Linked DNA regions of Sus scrofa: region 1 is linked to region 2. Evidence: chromatin contacts called from public HiChIP or PLAC-seq data. All regions are on one chromosome and are shown on one strand. The core of a region is the stretch at or near the end of the contact, and the rest is flanking DNA. Distances in the headings are between cores, read along the strand shown.

Region 1 (5,644 bases), core at 212-2,711, 71 kb before region 2:
TCCGATGTAACCCGTCCCTAGGCCGGCTTGCCTGGCCTGAGAAGAGGGAGAGGAAGGGATGTTTGCCTGTTTGCCGCCGGGCGTGGTTGGGCCCCGGGGGCCTGTGGTAGGAGCGAGGACCCAGGGCCCGCGAGGAGACAGTGCCTCGGTGGAGCTGTCTGTGTCCCTGCCGCCTGGCTCCAGCGCAGCCCCCCGGGCGTGGACCCACGGGGGCCAGTTTGTATCCACGTTGTGGGTGTTAATTCCCTTCTTTGGGAGCCAGAGCCCTTAGCTTTGCGGCCATTCCCGCACTCTCTGCATAGTTTTCTCCTCGCCCCGGACTCGGGTCCTTTCTTTCACGATGCAGGACCGTGGTTACATGAGCACGAGGGTGGGGAGAAATCGCGTTTTTCAGGTCCCATCGTGTTGTTCAAAGACCCACAGGCCGCCACAACGAAGAACGACGCAGCGAGGCCTGCGGAATCCTGAAAATTGTTTTGAGGAGAGAGCGGAGAGGAATGGGGTTACTCTACTCCAAGCCGAGGCAGGCGCGTGAGGGACACCCTTCCCTCCGTCCCCAAGTTGGCACTGCGGCCCCAGGCCGGGACGCAAGTCGCACAGGGCTGGGAGCTGCAGAGGCCGTTGTTTCTCCGTGTGCAGTGGAGGAGGGTCTTGGGTCAAAATAATTTGAGGGCAGGTAGAGGAGGTGAGCAGCCTCTTTGGGGGCAGATCTTCGCTCGATGTCACCAGCCTTGAGGCCCCAGCGACCCCTAGTTTAGGCTTCACAGGCCGAAAACAACTGGAGCTGGAAAGGCCTGGCTGCGGGCGACGGGGAAGGGCGACAGAAGGGGAGCTGCAGCCCCCGCGTTAAGGGGCAGCAGCAAAAGAGCCTTCTGGAGGGCCTGGACGTTTTAAACAAATTCTTAGCCTCGGCTCCATCTCCCCAGAACTCCCGAGGAGCCCGGGCTGTAGCGCGGCCGGCCCCCGACCCCAGGAGTCCTCGGCGGGGCGGAGCCTTCTGCCCCTCCCCACAGGGCGGCCTTCGGCGGTCCCCGTTCCTCCCCCTCGAGCACTGCCGAGGTGCCAGCGATGGGGGTTCCGATTGGCTGCGCGACGCGTCGCTCGGGCCGGCCCCGCCCTCGCGGGCCCCGGGGTACTAACCCCGCGCGGGCGGCTGCGGCGCCGCCACTTGATTCTCGAGGATTTGTTCTGGGGCTGCGGCCGCAGAGTCGGTGGGGCGGCCGCTAGCGGGCTGCGGGGGCGGGAGGCGGCGGCAGCAGCCGCAGCACAGCCCGCGCGCGGGCTCTGCGGTGACCGAGGCAGCCGGGACCGCCGCGAGGAGCGGCCGCACGCGGGCTGCGCGCCCAAGATGCGGGAGTAGCGGGCCGGCTGCGCGCGGCCGTCGGGGCAGCGAGGCCTCGCGGCGGGCGGGCCCCGGCGGGGCGTCCCCGGGCGCCGCCCCCTGCGCCCTGAGGCCCCAGCCCGACTGCTTCTGCTTTCCCGCTTCTCGCGGCAGCGGAGGCGGCGGAGGCGCCCGCGCCGGCTGCCCCTGGGGGAGCCGCGCCGCCGCCGCCCGCCCGGCGCCCTGACGGCCGCTGTTATGCGTATTCCTGTAGACCCGAGCACCAGCCGCCGCTTCACACCTCCCTCCACGGCCTTCCCCTGCGGCGGCGGCGGCGGCGGCGGCGGCGGCGGAGGCAAGATGGGCGAGAACAGCGGCGCGCTGAGCGCGCAGGCGGCCGTGGGGCCCGGCGGGCGCGCCCGGCCCGAGGTGCGCTCGATGGTGGACGTGTTGGCGGACCACGCGGGCGAGCTGGTGCGCACCGACAGCCCCAACTTCCTCTGCTCCGTTCTGCCCTCGCATTGGCGCTGCAACAAGACGCTGCCCGTCGCTTTCAAGGTGAGTGCGGGGCCCGGGGCGGGAGGGCACCGCACCGGCCCTGCGCCGCCGGTCGTCTCAGCTGCAGGAGGCAGGGCCCCGGGAGCCAGGGCCCCGGGAACGAAGGCGATGTGCCCGCGACCCTGCTGCGAGAGCCCAGCAGCCGGGCCAAGGGCGCTTTCGGTCTCGTTGCACACTCCGCCCGGGCACTTAGGCGTTCCTTCTCGGATGCACCGACACGGATGGCTTTTAGGAGGTTTGCCCTCTCCACCTTTGGGGAGCCCTGCAGAGAGTCGTTGATGCGGAAACGGGCGTATGGGGCTTCGCTCTTCCCCAACCCGGATCCCTCAAACACAGCCCTGCGAGCCCCGGGGCAGAGGAGCCCCGGGACCAGGGCGAGGCCACCGGAGGTGGGGTGCGGAGGGTGGAGAGGGCCTACCCTCCACTGCCAGCACCCCTCCTCCTGCACCGCTTCAGAAACACTTCCTGCTCACACCGTCAACCCCTGGCTTCTGAAATTTTACACCAGGCAACTCTAGGCCGGGATCGAGGGCACTGAACCCTAAACGATTGCGGCCAGAATCCCGTAGGTCAGGCAGAGAGTGGGGGCTCTGCCACCCCTGGCAGCCCCCAGTCATTCAGAGGAGCTTTTGCTCTTTACTGGGGAGTAGGCGACTGTTTCATTTTCATTTTTTTTAAGGGGGCAGCGAGATGAAACGAAAACGCCTTGGTTTTCCCCTAAACCTCTCACAGCTGCCGTGAGAAAGGGCAAGGCAGGAAGGGCCAGAGCCTGGGGGTGGCGGTGCCCCGAGGTGGCTGGAAACAGCGGCTCCTGGCAGCTGAGGCCGTCCTTGGTCCCATTAAGAGGACTCCAAATTGGAAAAAAGGATGAGTGGCTCTTTGAGGTCTCCCGGGTGACATCTTAAAATACCAGTGGGGAAAATCTCCCGAGGAGGAGGGGGAGGGGGAGGCCCGTGTGACTTTAATCCTCAGATCGGAGGTTTTACTGTCACTTGGAGCTTAAAAGGAATCTTTGAAATTAAAAGAAGACAGGATGTTGACAGGAAATCTGGCCTTTTTAATCAGACCCCAAACATTTTCTCCTTGAAATTTTTACCATCTGGATCCCTAGTCCCTGCACGCGGTGGCCACGTTTAAATGGCTGTGACTGCGTTTGCAGTCTGATTCCTTTTCAAAAGGCATCTGCCTCCCCACACTCCTCCGGGTGGGGGGTGGGGGAGACGGTATGGGGGGGCGCCCCACCCCCATGCTGCAATTCCCAGCAGGTGCATGCTCCTGCTATCAAAAGCCCCTCTCTCACTTTAAAGGGGTTTTCTATACCACCACCGCAAAACACCAGTTTGTTTTGTATTTTACATTTTCCCTGCATAACGAATTCGGGCTCTGCAGAGGCAGATAAACCGGACCTGGACCGTATTTCAGGGCTAAATCTCATACCCTAAAGGGCTCTCGCAGGAGAGCTGAATGTGGGGAGCAGTCCCACTATTATTGTTGTTGATCTTATTTTTACTTAGGGACTTGGTTGCTAGGAGCATGTTGATTCCTCTTTTGCCCAAGCCGAAGGGAAGAGAGGAACTGCGCCCCCGACAGAGCGCCTGTGCCCATTCACTGCTTTCACCTCGATTTAATTTCATTGAACGGATCCGTTTTTCAGAACGTGGCTTAACCAGTTGTTCTAGGATTTAGGGGTGGAAGGTAGAGATTTTTGCCTTCTGGGTTTTGTCGTATCTGGGGGCAAGTCTCTATTGTTTTGAAGCCTCTGCTCCGCCCGCATTTGAAAAATCCGCAGTGCGCCTGGGACCTTGGGGAGCTGCCCGCCCAGCCCCTCCCCTTCTTTCCCTGGCCACTACCTTCCTAAGCTGTCCCCCTGCCCCCATGCCCTCAGGTGGTGGCGCTGGGGGATGTGCCCGATGGAACGGTGGTGACAGTGATGGCAGGCAACGATGAGAACTACTCCGCTGAGCTGCGCAATGCCTCGGCTGTCATGAAGAACCAGGTGGCCAGGTTCAACGACCTTCGCTTCGTGGGCCGCAGTGGGCGAGGTGAGCGGGAGGGAAAAACGCGCCAGCCCCACTTTGGCAATGGCACAGGAGGCTGGGGGAGGTGAGAGGGAGGCCTCGGGGTCCCAGTGGCAGCCCCAGAAACAGGTCTCCAGGCCCAGCTCTCTCTAAACAGCAGTTTGGAACCCCTTAGGGTATTGCAGGCCCTTTTGAGGATGTCAGAAAAGTTAAGGTCTTTTGCCAGAAAAGACACAACTTTCTCCCCGCTTCTGGGGTCTACTAACGCGTGAAGCCTTTCCCGCCTCCTCTCTTTCCCGATTAAGCGCCCTGGTCTCACAAAAGATACGGGGAGAAGACCGTGGATTAACAAGCTCAAAATGGGGCCTCATGGATCTTTCTCGGCAAGGTGCTTAGAGGCGGGTTTAGACAACTCTTTGGTCTTTGGGGCCAAGCACCCTAGCCGCTCTCCCCACTCGGGTGGAGTCTTCCCCGCACTTTGAGGCTGCCTCTCCCCAGCTGTGGTCTCCCAGAGCCACAGCTGGCCACAGTTTGGGCAGTCCTTAGAGCCTCAAGGTGGTTGAGAAAAGAAACGAATGCATGCAGGATGCTGAAGGTTGGAGAGTGTGCTTTGAAGCCCTGTAGAATCAGTGTCGGCGTGCCACCCTGCCTCTCTGATCTTCCTCGGACCCTATGGAGGAAGGCAGAACCAGCCGCCACGGTGGCTGCTGTCAGGGGCTGTTGAGTGGGAGGCAGCTGGGACCTGAAACCGATCATCACTTCTGGGTGGAAAAGTCCGAGAACCCCTGCCCGGGCGAACATGGAGACTCACTGGCCCTTTAAGACCAGCCTGCGGAAAAGTGGGGAGTGCCCTTCCCAGGCACCAGCCTGCCCCTCCAGCTCCTTAAGAAAGTAATCGAGGCTCCCTCTGCTTCCAGTCTCCATAGAGGCTGAGGCAGAATTGTACTTTTCATCACCAATAAACAGGACCTTCTTAAGGTTTTAGTTCCCTCTGAGCCGCCTCGGAAACGGGCATCTGGGCACCATTTTTTCTTCTCCAGCCGTTCAGTGTATACATACAAATGTCAAACATATTTTGACTTTTCAGCATTAATTAAAACCAGGGCATTATTTGCATGTAATAACTGTTTACTTGTTACTTTTTATGAAACTGAAATAGTTTACATTCTTTCAAACATTTCCTGTTCCTGTTGGCTCCCTTCCCCACGCACAGATTTCTTTCAAACGTTGCCCTTAACTGGTTGCAGGTTGATGGATGGAAAATGTTTGCTTTTATGAATTAAGCTTTCATTGCTGCTCCTAATTAGTCTCCAAGCCCCTTTTGTCATCCCCAATCTCTCAAGCCTTTTGCAACTAAATCCCAGCCCCAGCTCTGAGTGGAGAGTTACTTGCCACTGGTCGCTTGGGTGCAGCGGGGACGGAGGTGTGGTGGCCGGGTTCCCCAGCCCAGGTGGCGGTGGCGAGGGAAGCCCCCTCTAGCTGCAGCCAAAGGGGAGTCCGTCCTGGGAGCCCACCCAAGCATCAGGAGTAGGGTATCCTACGGCTCCTTCTGGAAGGTGAACTAGAGAAAGAGAAGAGATGGCGCTTCTCTGCACTACCGAGACCTTGTCTGGCCATTGCACCGCTGAAAGTGATTTCTTTGTGGTATTTCTGCCCGCAGACCTGCATCCACCCCGCCAGGCCCACAGGGAGGGAGATGGCTTCCCAGAGCATTGTTTAGCAGCGTGCTCTTGGCGCAGGCACAGCC
Region 2 (6,025 bases), core at 215-2,714:
CTCACCAAACAGGACCCTCCCTTACAAACAAAAATGGAGCACAGGTATGCTTGGTGCATGGTATTAGAGCCTTTAGCTCACTGGCATTGTCCCGACATGCCTGGCGCTTGGCAGGCTGGAGCGAAACACGGTACAGCCCAGGAACTTCTGACCACCCCACGAGAAAAGTGCACTTGGGGAGCTCCGGGCTGCTGCTTCACAGCTGGGCCATGAAATCAGCCTTCCTGAGTCCCCAGTTTGAGCCCCTCCCAACAAAGGAAAGGTGACAGCATGGTACCCAGCGCTCTGATGGTTAAGCTCTGGAGCCAGATGGCCTTGATCCATTCCTAGCTGTGTGAGCTTGAATCTCTCTATGCTTGAAGCTCCTTACCTTTAAAAGAGGGTTAATAACCATCTCTAACTCCAATGGAGTGTTGACAAGATGAAAGACTTGAAACGGTTACATATTTTAAAAACATATTTATACCTATAGGTATATAAACTCAGTACTGTAACTGGCACATCGTGTTTAATGAACATCATTTATGCATTTTTTTTTTGGCCCCACACCTGGAGCATGTGGAAGTTCTCAGACCAGGAACCCAGCCCAGGCCACAGTAGTGACCAGAGCCACAGCAAATGACAATGCCGGCTTAACCACTAGGCCACCAGGGAACACCAAAGATCCTTTGTTCTTCTTTGACTGAGGAAACGAGAGAAAGAGAGAACACTAGAAGAAACTGAAATATATAAAATAAGAAATAGGATCAGAAAGGTGTCACTGGATTTCTTTTTTATCCTCCCAAAGGCCGCTCTGAGGGCAGCTCGCCTCTCTTGAGGCCACTGCTCCCTCCAGGGCAGTCTGCAGACCAGGACCCTCCTCCTAGAGACAGTCACATTCAGCTCTGGGCGCGGAGCCCCCCTCCGAGGGGCATGCGGGAGGGTCTCGTGTGCGGGCTGCATCAGCTCTCCCAGCGGCAATCAGCTGGGCTCCGCGTGCGGCACCTGCGGGAGCTGCGACCCGCGGCTCTGAACCCCTGGCGCGGTAGTTGGCACGCGCTGCCGGCGGCGCAGGGGCGAAGCGGGGAGGAGCCCGGGCGCTAACCGCGGCGGCACCCCTCCCTCCTCGTCCCAACCGCCACCAGACCTGTCAGTTTGGCTTCCGAGGCGCTTCCTCCAGCCGCCCCGCGGGCCAGTGAGAACCCAGCGCGTGCAGAAGTGCGAAAGGGCTGCAAGAACCAGGCGCGGGGCTCCCGGCCGGGGGCAGCCAAAGCCCCCGGCGACCCGACCTCAAAGCACGGCCCTGCCCCCCGCAAAGGGTGCGACAGGGCCGGCCGGGCCTCCGGCGGGGCGGCAGGCGCCGCGCTGTAGGTGAGCGGCGGCGCGGGGAGCGTCCGTTCGACACAGGAAGGAGGGAAGGGGCCGGAGGTGCCTTCACAGCGCGGCAGGCGTGACAGATCTGATAAAGAGGAAGGAAGCCCTCCACGCGGCTGAACCGAGCTGCCGGCTCCGCAAACCGACGAGGTCCTGCAGCTGTCACGTCCCTGCTTGCAGCCGCGGGGCCGAATGGAAAGGAGCCTGCGCCTCCTGCTGGTCATTTTAGGAAGACCACGCGAGGCAAGGAAAGTCGGCCAAGGCTTCAGGGACTCTGGCGCGGCCACTGCCTCCTCAGCAGGTGGTAGAGCCCCTGGGGAGGTAAGTCTCCTGGGAGATGCGGGCCTTGTCTGGGCCTGGATCCTCTACCTTCGGTTCCTTGCAAGAGGCCTGCCCCAGGGAAGAAATACAAGAATAGATTGACTCTAGCTAGGCTCTGCTTACCTGGCAACCAACCCATTTATCTTTGCTGTCCTGGGTCAAGGAGCCAAGTCCATCCTAATGAGAAAAAAGGACAGAAGCACTTCTAAAGATTGCAGGGCACGATCCACTTATTGCTACGGGCTCCTCTGGGCTCTTAATTCTGGCTGTCACTTACTAGCTGTGTGGCCTTGAGCAAGTTTCTTAACATCCCTGTGCCTCAGTTTCCTCATCCATAAAGTGGGAAGCAGTCTCTATCTCACAGGATTGTTAGGAAGACCCAGTTAACATATGCAAAGTACTTAGAATAATTCTGGCTCACTGCACATATGTTTGTTAAATTAAAATTTTAAATTTCAGTGTAGGGTATAGGCTTGCTGCACTTGCTACAACTGTTTCCTTATTCTGGAGAGTTTTCTTGCTGTCTTTCAGCAATAATAGAATATTATCAATCTATATCAATAATAGAAATTATTAATCTCTATTTCAGTTCCACTGCAGAGAACATACTCAGTACAATTTCATTTCTTTGAACTTTGTGGAGGCCTTGCTTTATGGTTAAACATGTTGGATTACTTTGCTAAAAGCTCCACATGCTTGAAAAGAATGTGCGTTGGGCAGTTGTTGGATATAGTGTTCCAGTATTAGGTCGAAGTGGTTAATTGTGTTATTGAAATCTGCTATTCCTTACTGAGTTTGTGGGGAGGGGACAGTCCCTGCTCGTGTATCAGTTAGTGGAGAGCTATGTTAAAAACTCCAATTATGATGGCATACTTTCTTCTCCTTTTAGCTTCGTTAACATTTGCTGTATGTATCCAAGACTGTTATTAGGTTCATGTAAATTTAAGACTATTATGTCTTCCTAGTGAATAAACTTTCCATCATCATAAAAGGACATTATAAATGTCCTATAAGATGCCTTCTTTGTCTGTAGTAATACCTCTTGCCTCGAAGCCTGCTTTGTATGATAAATGGTTATACCTACTTTCTTTTGTTTGTGGTCAATTATTTGACTGTTTCATCCCTTAATTTCAACTTTTTATCCTCATAAAGTTTGTTTCTTATAAATATGTTTGTCTTGTAATTGTTTTAAATACAGTTTAACACTTCCTTGTAATTGGTTTAGCCCACTTACATTTCATGTAATATGGTGTAGGGTTTATAGCTAACTTTTTTTTTGTCTTTTCTAGGGCCACACCCATGGCACATGGAGGTTCCCAGGCTAGGGGTCGAATCAGAGCCATAGCCCCTAGCCTACACCACAGCCACAGCAATGCCAGATCTGAGCCATGTCTGCGACCTACACCACAGTTCACGGCAACGCCGAATCCTTAACCCACTGAGTGAGGCCAGCGATTGAACCTGTATCCTCATGGATCCTAGCTGGGTTCATTAACCACTGAGCCACGATGGGAACTCCTACAGCTAACCTTTTGCTATTTTTCCAACTGGTCCTGTCCCTTGTTCCTTTAGTCCTCTTATCCTTTCTTTTGGATTTGATTTTTTTTAAATTCCATTTTACCCTTGAATCTTAGATTTTTTAAGTTATTCTCATAATTAGCTTAGCAGTGACCCTACAGATTACAATATTTATCTAAGATCTACTATCATTTTCTGAAACTAGTACTTTTACCATTTGCCAAATAATATAAGGATCATACAAGTACAGAACTCTGCTTCCCTTCCTTCCACCTTTCCACCTATACAGTATATACAGTATATACTGGATACTATATAGTGTGTATAGCATACGGTATATATAATATGGTATATATAGTATACATTATATACTATGCGTGTATGTGTATGCATTTATATATACTGTTATGTATTCCACATTATATGTCTTCAAGATATTGTTTAAACGGTCAATGTTCTTTTATCTTTGCCTATTATTTACCCTTTCCATTATCCTTCATTCTTCCTTCCGGTTTCATACTACCATCTGCTGAAGTCCTTCGGGCTAAAGCACTTCCTTAAGTGTTTTCTCATACCCACGTCTGCTGGTGCCAAATTCTCAGCTTGCATCTGCCTGAACATGCCTTTATTTTGCCTTCATTGTTGAGGATGTTTTCACTAAGTAGACAATTCTAAGTTGGCAAATCTTTCTCAGTACTTTAAAGACTCTGGCTTTCAAAGTTTCTGCTGAAAAGCAGTCATCGCTCCTTCAAAGATGATGTCCCTCCCTGTCATTAGGATTTTCTTTGTCCTTGGTGTTCAGCAATTTGACCATAATATTCTTAGGTATAGTGTTTCTGGTTTTTGCTTGTTTTTTTTTTTTCTCTCTTATTCCATAATGTGTTTGCTGAGTTTTATGAATCTGTGGGTTGATGTCGTCAACAATTTTGGAAAATGCTCAGCCATTATGTCATCGAATATTGCTTCTGCCGCATTTCCTTTTATGTCCGGGACTTCGATTACATGTCTATCTTTAGATTGTGTTCCACATGTCTCTTATACGCTTCTTGTTTTTGTTGTTGTTTGTGCATTCTTTTTACTCTCTTTGCTTAATTTTGAATTTTTTCTATCAGTCTATCTTCAAGTGCTGATCATGTCTTTGGCTGTGTGCTCTGATATTAAACCCATACAATGAATTCTTAACCTCAGATTTGTGTTTTATTTTTTTTTCAAACAGCTTTATTGAGGTATAATTTATAAACTGTAGAATTCATCCATTTTAGATGAAAAATTTTTATTACTATTATTAAATTCATAAAGTTGAGCAGCCACTATTAGCACAATTCTTTTTTTTTTTTCTTTTTTCCTTTTTCCCTTTTAAGAATATATTTTGGATGACTTTTTTTTTGGCTGCACCCACGGTATATGGAAGTTCCTGGGCCAGGGACTGAACATGCATCACAGCAGTGACAATGCCAAATCCTTAACCTGTTGGGCCATCAAGGAACTCTCTAGATGACATTTAAATTGAACTTTTATTCAAACATAAAGAAAATCGACATTACTAATTTTGCCAATCAACCTGTCAATAGACTGATTATCCAAAACTTCAACCAGGCATAATTGCCCCTTGCAGTTTTTTAAAGTTTTTATTAATAAGCTTTTTTTTTTTTTTTTTTTTTGGCCACACCTGTGGCATGCAGTTCCTGGGCCAGGGATCAAACACGCACCACAGCTGTGACCCAAGCCACTGCAGTGAAAATGCTGAATCCTTAACCAGCTGCAAAAGAGAACTCTGCAATTTTTTTTTTTTTTCTTTTTAGGGCCTCACTCGCTGCACATAGAGGTTCCCAGGCTAGGGGTCTAATCAGAGCTACAGCTGCTGGCCTACACTGCAGTCACAGCAACACCGGATGGAAGCCACATCTGTGGTCTGCACCACAGCTCACAGCAACGCAGGATCCCACTTAACCCACTGAGAGAGGCCAGGGATCAAACCCGAAACCTCATGGTTCCTAGTTGGATTCGTTTCCGATGCACCATGACAGGAACTTCAGGAACTCTGCAATTTTTGAAAACTGAGATAAAATTTATATATCATAAAGCTTACCCTTTTTAAGTATACATTTTAGTGTTTTTCTTAGTATATTCACAAAGTTGTGCAATCATCACTATTAGCTAATTCCAGAGTATTTTTATCACTCTAAAAGAAACCTGTATCAGGGTTCCTGTCATGGCTCAGTGGTTAACAAATCTGACTAGAAACCATGAGGTTGTGGGTTCGATCCCTGGCCTTGCTCAGTGGGTTAAGGATCCAGTGTTGCTGTGAGCTGTGGCATAGATTTTTGCAGACACGGCTCAGATCCCGCATTGCTGTGGGTGGTGGCTCTGGCATAGGCCGGCGGCTACAGCTCCGATTAGACCCCAGCCTGGGAACCTCCATATGCCTTGGGAGCGGCCCAAGAAATGGCGAAAAGACAAAAAAAAAAGAAAAAAAAGAGACCTGTACCACCAGCAATCACTCCCAATTCTCTCTCCCGTTTTTGTGAACCACTAATCAAACTATTGTCTGTCTCTATAGATTTCTCTATGCTGGACATTTCATATAAATGGAATCATAGAGTACGTGGCCTTCTGTGTGTTCTTTTACTGAGTGTAATGTTTTCAAGGTTTGTGTTGTAGCTTGTGCCAATGCTTTTTAATGGCCAAATAATATTCCATTATAGGATATATTGGTTTATCCATTCATTGGTTGATGGGTATTTGGGTTGTTTCCATTTTGGGGTTACTACGATGCCATGATGGAGTTCTCATCGTGGCTCAGTGGTTAACGAATCCGACTGACTAGGAACCA

Evidence for each region. HiChIP or PLAC-seq counts read pairs in DNA pulled down with a chosen protein or histone mark.
Region 1: a contact with region 2 is called in an H3K27ac HiChIP or PLAC-seq map of alveolar macrophages. The contact joins two enhancer-like sites. A contact is called at or near these places in 5 of 47 Hi-C or Micro-C datasets (alveolar macrophages, blood and embryonic fibroblasts) and 1 of 2 datasets of contacts at active chromatin or transcription factors (alveolar macrophages).

The regions. Positions count from the first base shown.
Region 1 is chr6:82,556,493-82,562,136 of Sscrofa11.1, reverse strand. RUNX3 (runt-related transcription factor 3) reads left to right here. Exons shown (of 6, transcript XM_021095592.1): 2 at 1,596-1,879; 3 at 3,765-3,921. Among named protein-coding and RNA genes, the nearest start is that of RUNX3, 36 kb to the left of the region's middle. Within about 2 kb of position 1,461, at least 19 of the 83 cell types and tissues checked have an H3K27ac peak or open chromatin away from gene starts, as enhancers often do. A contact at or near this core is called in alveolar macrophages, where this site is marked.
Region 2 is chr6:82,485,255-82,491,279 of Sscrofa11.1, reverse strand. No RefSeq gene overlaps it. Among named protein-coding and RNA genes, the nearest start is that of CLIC4, 87 kb to the right of the region's middle. Within about 2 kb of position 1,464, at least 29 of the 83 cell types and tissues checked have an H3K27ac peak or open chromatin away from gene starts, as enhancers often do. A contact at or near this core is called in alveolar macrophages, where this site is marked.